Regions from separate parts of the Pan troglodytes genome. Here region 2 is linked to region 1. A link is a contact called in public HiChIP or PLAC-seq data. All regions are on one chromosome and are shown on one strand. The core of a region is the stretch at or near the end of the contact, and the rest is flanking DNA. Distances in the headings are between cores, read along the strand shown. Region 1 holds the start of MANEAL (mannosidase endo-alpha like). Region 2 holds the start of AIRIM (AFG2 interacting ribosome maturation factor).

Region 1 (4,653 bases), core at 655-3,154:
AGTAGCTGGGACTACAGGCGCCTGCCACCTCGCCTGGCTAATTTCTTGTATTTTAGTAGAGACGGTGGTTTCATCGTGTTGCCCAGGCTGGTCGCAAATGCCTGAGCTCAGGCAATCCACCTGCCTTGGCCTCTCAAAGTGCTGGATTACAAGCTTGAGCCACTGCACCCAGCCTCTTCTCACTCTTTCTATTCCCAGAGTCACCTCACTCTTTGGTAGACATGGTATTCTCTCCAACATTTAAACCACTCCACAAATGTAATCTAATCTAGTCATGGTAATTCTATCCCCCTCGGCAATAATTTGTCTGGCATAAAAAGGCCTAAACCAGATTAGACCAAGGAGATTCAATGAGATGTTTGTTTAGGACTTCTGGGAAAGAGAAATCAGTCTTACCCTTGCCTGTGGAATGGGAAGAGCAGTCAATAGCCATAGCAGCCATTTTGTGGCATGAGGGGAACTGGCTTTGTATATGAAGTCAGTGGTGGGGAGAGTAGAGCAGTGAGACGGGAACATCTCAGGTTCCTAATGACATTGTTGGATCAGAGAAAATACCCACTCTGCCCTGCCACTGGGCTCCTTGCTTTGCAAGTTGATACACTGGCATATTCCTTAAGCCAGGCTGAATCGGGTATGGGCGACCTGGAGCTGAAGGCATTCCACTTCATTCACATTTACCACCATAAGGTCTCTCAAGCTCACTTTCCTCGGCTGCAGGTCTACCAACACTTCCCAAGCTTCCTGCTCCTCTTCCTGGGTTCCCTACAATTCATTTTACTTAACCAATAAGAACTGGGTGCCCGCCATCATCCCAAGCTCTGTTTTAGACATGCAGACAGGGAATGAAACAAAGTTGCTGTCATTGCGGACCACTGAAGGAGGCATATGATAAACAAAACTATCTTCTGAATAAATGAAGTAATGAATAATGCAGTGTAGGAACTCTATCAATAGCGAGTGAAAAGCTTATTATCTACAGACTATCACACCAGGGGCTGGTACTCACTTAAACGGCACTAGGAAGTGAGTGTCAGATGCTGTTCCAGCAGCCCTTGGCGTCTAACAAGGTAAATAAGACGGGGCCTGTCCTCTGGAGCCCAGAATCCAGGAAGAAAGGCGCACATGTATTGAGCGCTTGCTTTTCAGGCCCCGTGGAAGTGCTTTACGGGAACCATCTCATTTAATCCTCCCTGACTCTAGGAGGTTCTCCCAGGAGAGACCGCTCCAGACGACATCAGGCCTACAAGCCAAGAAATGCAGCAGGCCTCTAGAAACTGAGAAAGACCCCCAGATGACAGCCAGCAAGCAAATGGGGGCCTTAGCCCTGCAATTGTATGGAACTGAATTCTGCCATTGAGCTGGACGTAGATCCGTTCCTAGAGCCTCCAGAAAGGAGTGTAACCTGCCAACGCCTTAATTTTGGCTTCGTGAGATTCCAACCAGAGAACTCACTAAGCCACACTGCGACCCGGCAGGCTGGGCAGTGCAGCGAGCTCTGCAGAGTGCGCCCTGACCCGGGGTCCAGGCCCGGTCAGTGTGACCTTGCGCGAGTCACGGTCGTCTTCCGCCCGCCAGGCCCCGGCCGGCGTCTGCAGGGTCCGATTCCTGGGGATTTCCCGACGCCCCTTCCCCCGAGGTTCAGGGGCTGCCTGGGGTGCCGGGGAGGGGGGCCGAGGGATGGGGGACTTGGGGCTAGAAGGGTGGCACTGAGACCCGTAGGGAGGGGGCCAGTGAAGTGAGTAAAGGTGGATCGACGAAGAAGGAAATCCTTGGGGAGAGAACCACCGACGCGCGCTTCTTTCCCCCCCCGCCCCGCCTCCGCCCCCGCCCCCGCCGCCCCAGCGCCGCCGCCGCGCCGCCTCTCTCCCGCGCTCCGGAAGGCCTGCGTCCCCGCTCCCCAGCCAGGCGCCACCACCTGCCGCCGAGGCAGCCAGGCGACTCTTCTTTCGCGGGTCACGCGGCCTGACTCAGGCCCCTGCTCCTGTGGCCCCGAAACTCGCCGTTCGCTGGGCCTTGCGTTGCACTCGGCGTCCAGTTCCCCCTCGGCTCGCGGCCACTTGGTCCGCGCCGCCTGCGTCCTGTGTGCCGAGCCCGCCCGCACTGCGGGGACAGGCCGGGCGCCGCCCACGCCGCGCTCTGCCGGGCGCACAGTCTGCCTGGGAAGCGCGCGGCCGGGCGGGCGGCCATGGCGCGGCACGCTGGGAGGTAGCGCGGCGGCTGCAGGAGCGCACAGTCGGCCATGGCCCGGCGGCGGCGCCGCGCCTGCATCGCTCTGTTCCTGGTGCTGCTCTTCGCCTTCGGCACCCTCATGGGTCTGCGCACGCTCAAGGCTCCGGACGGACTCCCGGCGCTGGGCCCGGGCCTGGAGCTGGCGCCCTTTGAGCGACGCCCAGAGGGGGCCCCCGCGCCCGCTCCCAGGGCCCCGGCAGCCCCTGCCGCGCCGCCCCCGCCGCCGCCGCCGCCCCGCACCGCGGACCCTGGCGGCTCCCCTGGGCCGGCACCCGCGGAGGCCGAGCCCGCCCCCGTGCAGAGCCTGCGCGTCTACTCGGACCTGCACGCCTTCTACTACTCGTGGTACGGGAGCCCGCGGAGCGAGGGCCACTACATTCACTGGGACCACGTCATGGTGCCGCACTGGGACCCCAAGATCTCGGCCAGCTACCCCCGCGGCCGCCACAGCCCCCCAGACGACTTGGGCTCCAGCTTCTACCCGGAGCTGGGGCCCTACAGCTCCCGGGACCCCGAAGTGCTGCGGGAGCATATGACCCAGCTCAAGGAAGCCGCCATCGGTGAGCGCCCCCCACCCCTGGCGGCCCTGCCCCCCAGCCTCACCCTTCCTCCTTCCCACACCCCAGCTCCCTCTGGTCCTGTCACCGGCCCTTTGGTCCCACTTATCCGCCAGCCTGGCTTCTTAGCTGTTCCCTCCCACTCTCATCCTGGGCCCACCATGCGACACCGCCCCTCCGTCTAGTATTCAGACCCCCCAGCTGGGCCCTTCCATCCCTAACATCCAGGGCCCTTCCCACAGGGCGGAACTGCTAGGAGTTTGCACCAGGAGAGGGAGGCAGAGTCTTCAAATTTGTTGGGCGATGGGAAGTGAGGCCTGGAGTCCTGGCCCGCAGGTTCTGGGGTTCAGAGGAGTGGAACTTAGGGCGGCCTCTGCTTTCATGGCAGGTACAGGGTAGAGCAGCAGCCGTTCCTGCTTTTGCTGGCTGCAGAGAGGAAAGTGTGCCCGTGTTCCATGAAGGCCTCTGCTCTATTTGCAGTTGGAGGTAGTGTTGGGGGTTTAGAGGCTTTTCATCAAGCACCCAGCTGGAGGGAAGGTCCCAGGGCGCCTCCTTTGTAGGCTGGAGAGGGGAGGCTCACTTATTTCGGATTTCGTCACTGAATTTTGCTGGATTTTACAGATGGCCTCTGCTCAGGGCTCTTCTCCATGCGGGACGTTAGGGTTAGGGGTGCTTCTCTTCTTCAGAGGTAGGCCTGTGGCTTCCAGGTGGGTGTGGCACTGTCCTCCCATTCCTTTTGTTCTACTACTTGCTGAGGCAGTCTAAAGCCTGGCTCCCTCCCGGCCTGGCGCGCTACGTACGGTTCCCGCAGGCGCTCCGCTTCAGCACCGCGGGCGTGGACAGCTCCGGGGCGCGAGGCTCTGGGACTCATCTGCAGGAAGTGAACCTGGCAGGAGGCTTGCTTCAGTTTTTTAGGAACCATTTTTGCAATTGGAGATGTTTGTGAGGAAAAAAATCTCTGTTGAGGGGGGTACTGTGTGTCTCTGAAGTGGCCTCTGTGTTGCGTCTCAGGCGTCCTGGTCCTGTCCTGGTACCCACCTGGCATGGCTGATGATAACGGGGAGCCCTCAGATGACCTGGTGCCCGCCATTCTGGACACTGCCCATCAGTACAGCATCCAGGTGAGTCTCCAAGAAGAGGCCACGTGCTCTCTGCCCTATTCTGGAGAGTTGCTCTCCTCCGCCCACAGGGTTAGTGCCTCTACAGAAGTTCTTGGCAGTAGCCCAGGGATAACAAATATGTGGCAAGTGTGGTTTTGGGGGAGGGTTCAGATAAATGGTGGCTATGTTGCTCTTAGTTTTTTGAATTCTAAGAAAACTGAGAAAACTAAATATAGGACCAAGAGAAGACTAAATAATTATCACTTTTGTTAAATAATAATAGAGGTTAGGTTGTAAAGCATGGTGGAAAAAGGGTAGGCAAGAGCCAAAAGGACCTGCAGACTCAACTCTCTAGTGGGAGGCAGTGCTGGACCTCGAGGAGTAGGCAGGTGTTCTCAGCAGGTGGGCTCACTTTCAAGAGGAAGGACGGACTGGACGAAGCATTTCCCCACATGTGCCAATAAGTAAGTCATCCCTTGCTTCTGTGGTGAAGGAAGAAAAATGATAGAGAAAGAAGAAAAGCCCCACTCCCCTATTCCTGAAGAGAATTCCACCACTGACATGTCTAACAGATCACAGCAGTTTTCCACTGACACAGCTTCAGCATACTTATTCCACTGTTTCAGGCAGCTAGCACCAACCACTTGGAGCTGGCACAAGGTTGAAACCTATTAGCCACCCTGTAACAGCCCACCAAAATGATTCCCATATGCCCTGCTGCGGGAGATGGGCAAACTGCTCACCCCTGTTTTGGCCTTCAAGGGCAG
Region 2 (4,505 bases), core at 427-2,926, 100 kb before region 1:
AGAGCGACATTCAAATATTTGTTGCATATGGAGCAACAGACCAGGGTGGAAGAGAGAGAAAGGACTTTCCAGGAAGGTCCAGGCTTGCCAGGGCTTCTATGCTTGGACTGCTCTGTCCCCAAGCTCGCTGGTGCCCATCAGGAGCCTGCTTGGCACCTTTGCTTATTTCTTCGATTGTTCCTCAACTCAGAGGGGGAGAGGCAAGATTATCACTCCCATAGCCTATAACATGCACGCTTAAACACAACCCCTCTGACATGGCTTCAGACCGCATCCACAGGTGAAAAGCACCAAATCCAAACAATCAGGCCACAAACCCGTCAAGAGCTCGCCGGTCTGGCCGTCCAGTCGCCGCCCGCCTTGAGACTCAGCCTGAGCTACAGCTTCGAAACTAGCCTCTAGCCTTCTGGGTCTCAGCACAACTCTTAGGCAATCCAACCCTGTGGCCGTGGGCAGATACCAAGATGCACAGTTAGCACCTCCGACAGGACCGCGGCTCGGCGGGGCTCGCCGTCTACACGCCCATTCCCAGGCCCACGGCCACGACACCCAGAGCTGCCTCCTGCCCTGGGCTCCCTGGAGCCTGGTGGCCGCGGCTCATGCTGCAGTCACCGTGTAGCCAGCTGCCAAGCGCCACTACTTGCACCTGAAGTCGCAGCCCCGCGCTGCGCACCCAGTCGAGGCGCCAACACGCGAACTGGGCGGGAGTGGCCGGCCCGCGGGGGAGCGAGGAACGATAGGGTTCCCCCAACTCGCTGCCCAGACTGGCCGCGGGATAGCGCGCCCACCCCAAAGCCTGCACCCCTGCCCTGCTCCTCTATCATTCCGTCCCCCTTGCTCCGTCAAACCCTGCCGGGGCTGCTCTGTCTCTGCCGACCCGCCACTTGCCCGAAGTTCGGCCTGGGGAGCTTGGGGCCCTGAGGAGCGCCGACGTAGGCAGCCAGCCAGTCAATCAGTCAGAGGGTCACGGCGGCCCCTTGGCTACTCAGTGGCAGCCAGGCCAGAAAGAAGCAGACGCCGACCCTGGAGCGGAATCCTACAGCCGACCTGACCTAGTAGGCCCCCAGCCCTCCAGAGCTTGGGGTATTGCAGAGCCGCCGCAAGGCCTGCCGGGAGTAGTAGTTTGTATAGTTTGCAGCCGGCCAGGGCGGAGCCGGGTGGGTTGGTGGGGAGGGCGGGGAAACAAGCCTGGACCACAACTCCCAGGAGTACCCGCGACGGCGGCGGCCTCGCTGTCGCACTCAGGCTATAGGGGGCGCATTGGGCGGAAGACCCTGGGCCGGCAGGAACTTGCTTGTGATTGGATGTTGTGGGACGGCGGCTTCTCATTCGTCAGCCTGTGACTGTGGAGTTTGAATTGGGTGGCGGTTGACTGTAGAGCCGCTCTCTCTCACTGGCACAGCGAGGTTTTGCTCAGCCCTTGTCTCGGGACCGCAGGTACGTGCCTGGCGACTTCTTCGGGTGGTCCCCGTCCGCCCTCCTCGTCCCTACCCAGTTTCTTGCTTCCCTGCCCCATCTCCGCCGCTCCCCGCAGCCTCCGCCGAGCGCCATGGCTCCTAGGAAGGGCAGTAGTCGGGTGGCCAAGACCAACTCCTTACGGAGGCGGAAGCTCGCCTCCTTTCTGAAAGACTTCGACCGTGAAGGTAAGGGGCCAGGCCGTCGCGGCCTCCTGGGGCGGTCGCGGGATGCTGGCGGGTGGGGACACGAGCTGCACAGATTCGCCCGCCCGTGACCCGTGTCCTGTCGGCTCTGCCCTCCCGCAGTGGAAATACGAATCAAGCAAATTGAGTCAGACAGGCAGAACCTCCTCAAGGAGGTGGATAACCTCTACAACATCGAGATCCTGCGGCTCCCCAAGGCTCTGCGCGAGATGAACTGGCTTGACTACTTCGGTAAGAGCTGGAGAGCTTCCCTGGGCGGAGGCCGGGAGCCCCTGGGGGTTAGGTGACACCCTTCAGAAAGGGCTCGCTCAGATGTCACCTTTTAATGAGATCTGACATGACCACTTATGGAAAATTGCAGACCCTTTCACTCTCTGTCTCACTTCCCTACTTCATTTTTCTCTATGAAAAATGGGGGGGGGGGTTGGGGGGCGGCGGGCGGGGCGGTCTCTGTCGGACAACTCAGCTCTGCTGTTACAGGTCCAAAACAGCTGTAGTGAATGGGCATGGATGGGCTGTATTCCAATAAAATTTTAGTTATGGATACACTGAAATGTGAATTTCACATAATTTTCACACATCAGGAAATTTATTTAATTTTTTTTAAACAGAGTCTCACTCTGTCACCCAGGCTGGAGTGCAGTGCAGTGCAGTGGTGCGATCCCTGCTCACTGCAACCTCCACCTTCTGGGTTCAAGTGATTCTCCTGCCTCAGCCTCTGGAGTGGCTGGGATTACGGTCGCCTGCCACCATGCCCCGCTGATTTTTGTATTTTCAGTAGAGACGGGGTTTCACCATGTTGGCCAGGCTGGTCTCGAACTCCTGACCTCAAGTGATCCGCCTACATAGGCCTCCCAAAGTGCTGGGATTACAGGAGTCAGCCACTGCGCCCGGCCAGAAAATAGTATTTTTAAAAACATATGTATATTTTACCCATTTAAAAATGAATGAATAAATGACATGGTTAGTTAACCAGAGCTCAGATAGAAGAATAACCCGAAGCAGCTCCTTCTGCAGCTTATGGAAATTGCTAACCTAAAAATGGGCGCATCAGGCTGGGCGTGGTGGCTCACGCCTGTAATCCCAGCACTTTGGGAGGCTGAGGCGGGCAGATGACCTGAGGCCAGGAGTTCGAGACCAGCCTGACCAACATGGAGAAACCCTGTCTCTACTAAAAATACAAAAAAGTTAGCCGGGCGTGGTGGCGCATACCTCTAATCCCAGCTACTCTGGAGGCTGAGGCAGGACAATCGCTTGAACCTGGGAGGCAGAGGTTGCGGTGAGCCGAGAGCGCGCCATTGCACTCCAGCCTGGGCAACAAGAGCAAAACTCCGTCTCAAAAAAAAAAAAAAACAGACACATCAGTTTTCCTGGCCAGAGAAAAATCTCAGCCTGTTTCTGCACTCCCTTATTAAATGTCCAGAGAAATGCAGGAGGCTGTACTTTTCTGCTGGGTTGCCCTTTTCTGTTTTCCTTATTATTAACTATCCAGCATGTAGTCTCCTTCCTGGATAGAAATGCATGGTCTGCTCACATATTAGACATTGAATGATCCTTTTGACTTGCCCTTTTATTTATTAATATTAAGCCATTCATTTGCTTATTTCTCCAAATACTGAGCATGTGTCAGTCACAGTGCTAGGTGCTAAAGATGCACTGGGGAATAAAACAGACATTGTCTCTGCCTTCAGGAACATACAGGTTAGTAGAAAAGAGCTATTAGAAAAATCCACATACAATTATGTAATTAAAAGTATAGGTACTACAAAGGAGATAGAATAGAGTAGTGGTCAGTGAGCATATTGTGCTTTCTATGCCGGATGGGCATTGTACCAAGTGTTTTACATACATTAACTAATTTTTCTTCATAACTAATAATATCCCTATTTTTCAAAATGACAAGATTAAGGCACAGAGAAATTGGACACTTTGCTCAAGGCCTCATAAGCTAGTTAGTGGGATAGTCTGTTTGAACCCAGGTATTCTGGTTTCATAGCCTGAGATCTTAACTGTTTTACAAGATACTATGAGGGTTTCTAGCAGGAGGTTCTAACCTAACTTTTTATTCTACATGTAAATCTCACAAAGACCTTTTCATTCAACACATGTTTACTGTACATCTATTGACTGCTAGATTTTTGCCAGAAGCAAAGGATGTCATCTCTGGAATTCAGTCCAAGGCAGGGATGGACATTTAAACAGCTTTGAGTAGTTATTGGGTATAATGAGGGTGAGCAACTAACTCTACACTTTGCAGCAAACTGCTGAGATAGAAAAATAAGCAGGCTGGGCACAGTGGCTCACCTGGAATCCCAGCACTTTGGGAGGCCAAGGCAGGTGGATTACTTGAGCCCAGGAATTTGAGACCAGCCTGGGCAACATAACAAGACCATATCTTTAAGCTTTAAAAAAAATAATTAAAAATAAATTTTTTTAAAAAGAAAAATAAGCAGAGGGCAGGGCATAGGGTGGGGATTCATGCCTATAATCCTAGCACTTTGGGAGGCCAAGGCAGGAGTATCACTTGACCCCAGGAGTTCAAAACCAGCCTGGGCAACATAGCAGGAGACCACATCTCTATTTAAAAAAAAAAAAAAAAAAAAAAAAAGACAACCTGGACAACTTGGCGAAACCCTATCTCTACAAAAAAACACAAAAATTAGCCGAATGTGGTGGCGCATGCCTGTAGTCCCAGCTACTTGGGAGGCCAAGGTGGGAGGATCAGTTGAGCCCAGGAGACAGCCAAGGAGGCGCCACTCCACTCTAGCTTGGGTGACAGAGCAAGACTCTGTCTCAAAAATAAATAAAATTTAAAATATATTTTTTAAAAAGAAAAATAAGCAG

The links. HiChIP or PLAC-seq counts read pairs in DNA pulled down with a chosen protein or histone mark.
Region 2: an H3K4me3 HiChIP or PLAC-seq map of stem cell-derived excitatory neurons shows a contact between it and region 1, with 4 times the contacts expected there. The contact joins the promoter of AIRIM here to the promoter of MANEAL in region 1. A contact is called at or near these places in 1 of 7 Hi-C or Micro-C datasets (stem cell-derived neural progenitor cells) and 1 of 1 datasets of contacts at active chromatin or transcription factors (stem cell-derived excitatory neurons).

Annotation. Positions count from the first base shown.
Region 1 is chr1:193,194,898-193,199,550 of NHGRI_mPanTro3-v2.0_pri, reverse strand. MANEAL (mannosidase endo-alpha like) reads left to right here and starts at 1,904. Exons shown (of 4, transcript XM_001170001.8): 1 at 1,904-2,789; 2 at 3,798-3,907. The coding sequence starts at 2,240.
Region 2 is chr1:193,295,840-193,300,344 of NHGRI_mPanTro3-v2.0_pri, reverse strand. It overlaps AIRIM (AFG2 interacting ribosome maturation factor), which reads right to left and starts at 1,676. Exons shown (of 6, transcript XM_063803468.1): 1 at 1-1,676. It overlaps CDCA8 (cell division cycle associated 8), which reads left to right and starts at 1,416. Exons shown (of 10, transcript NM_001246430.1): 1 at 1,416-1,643; 2 at 1,764-1,892. The coding sequence starts at 1,550.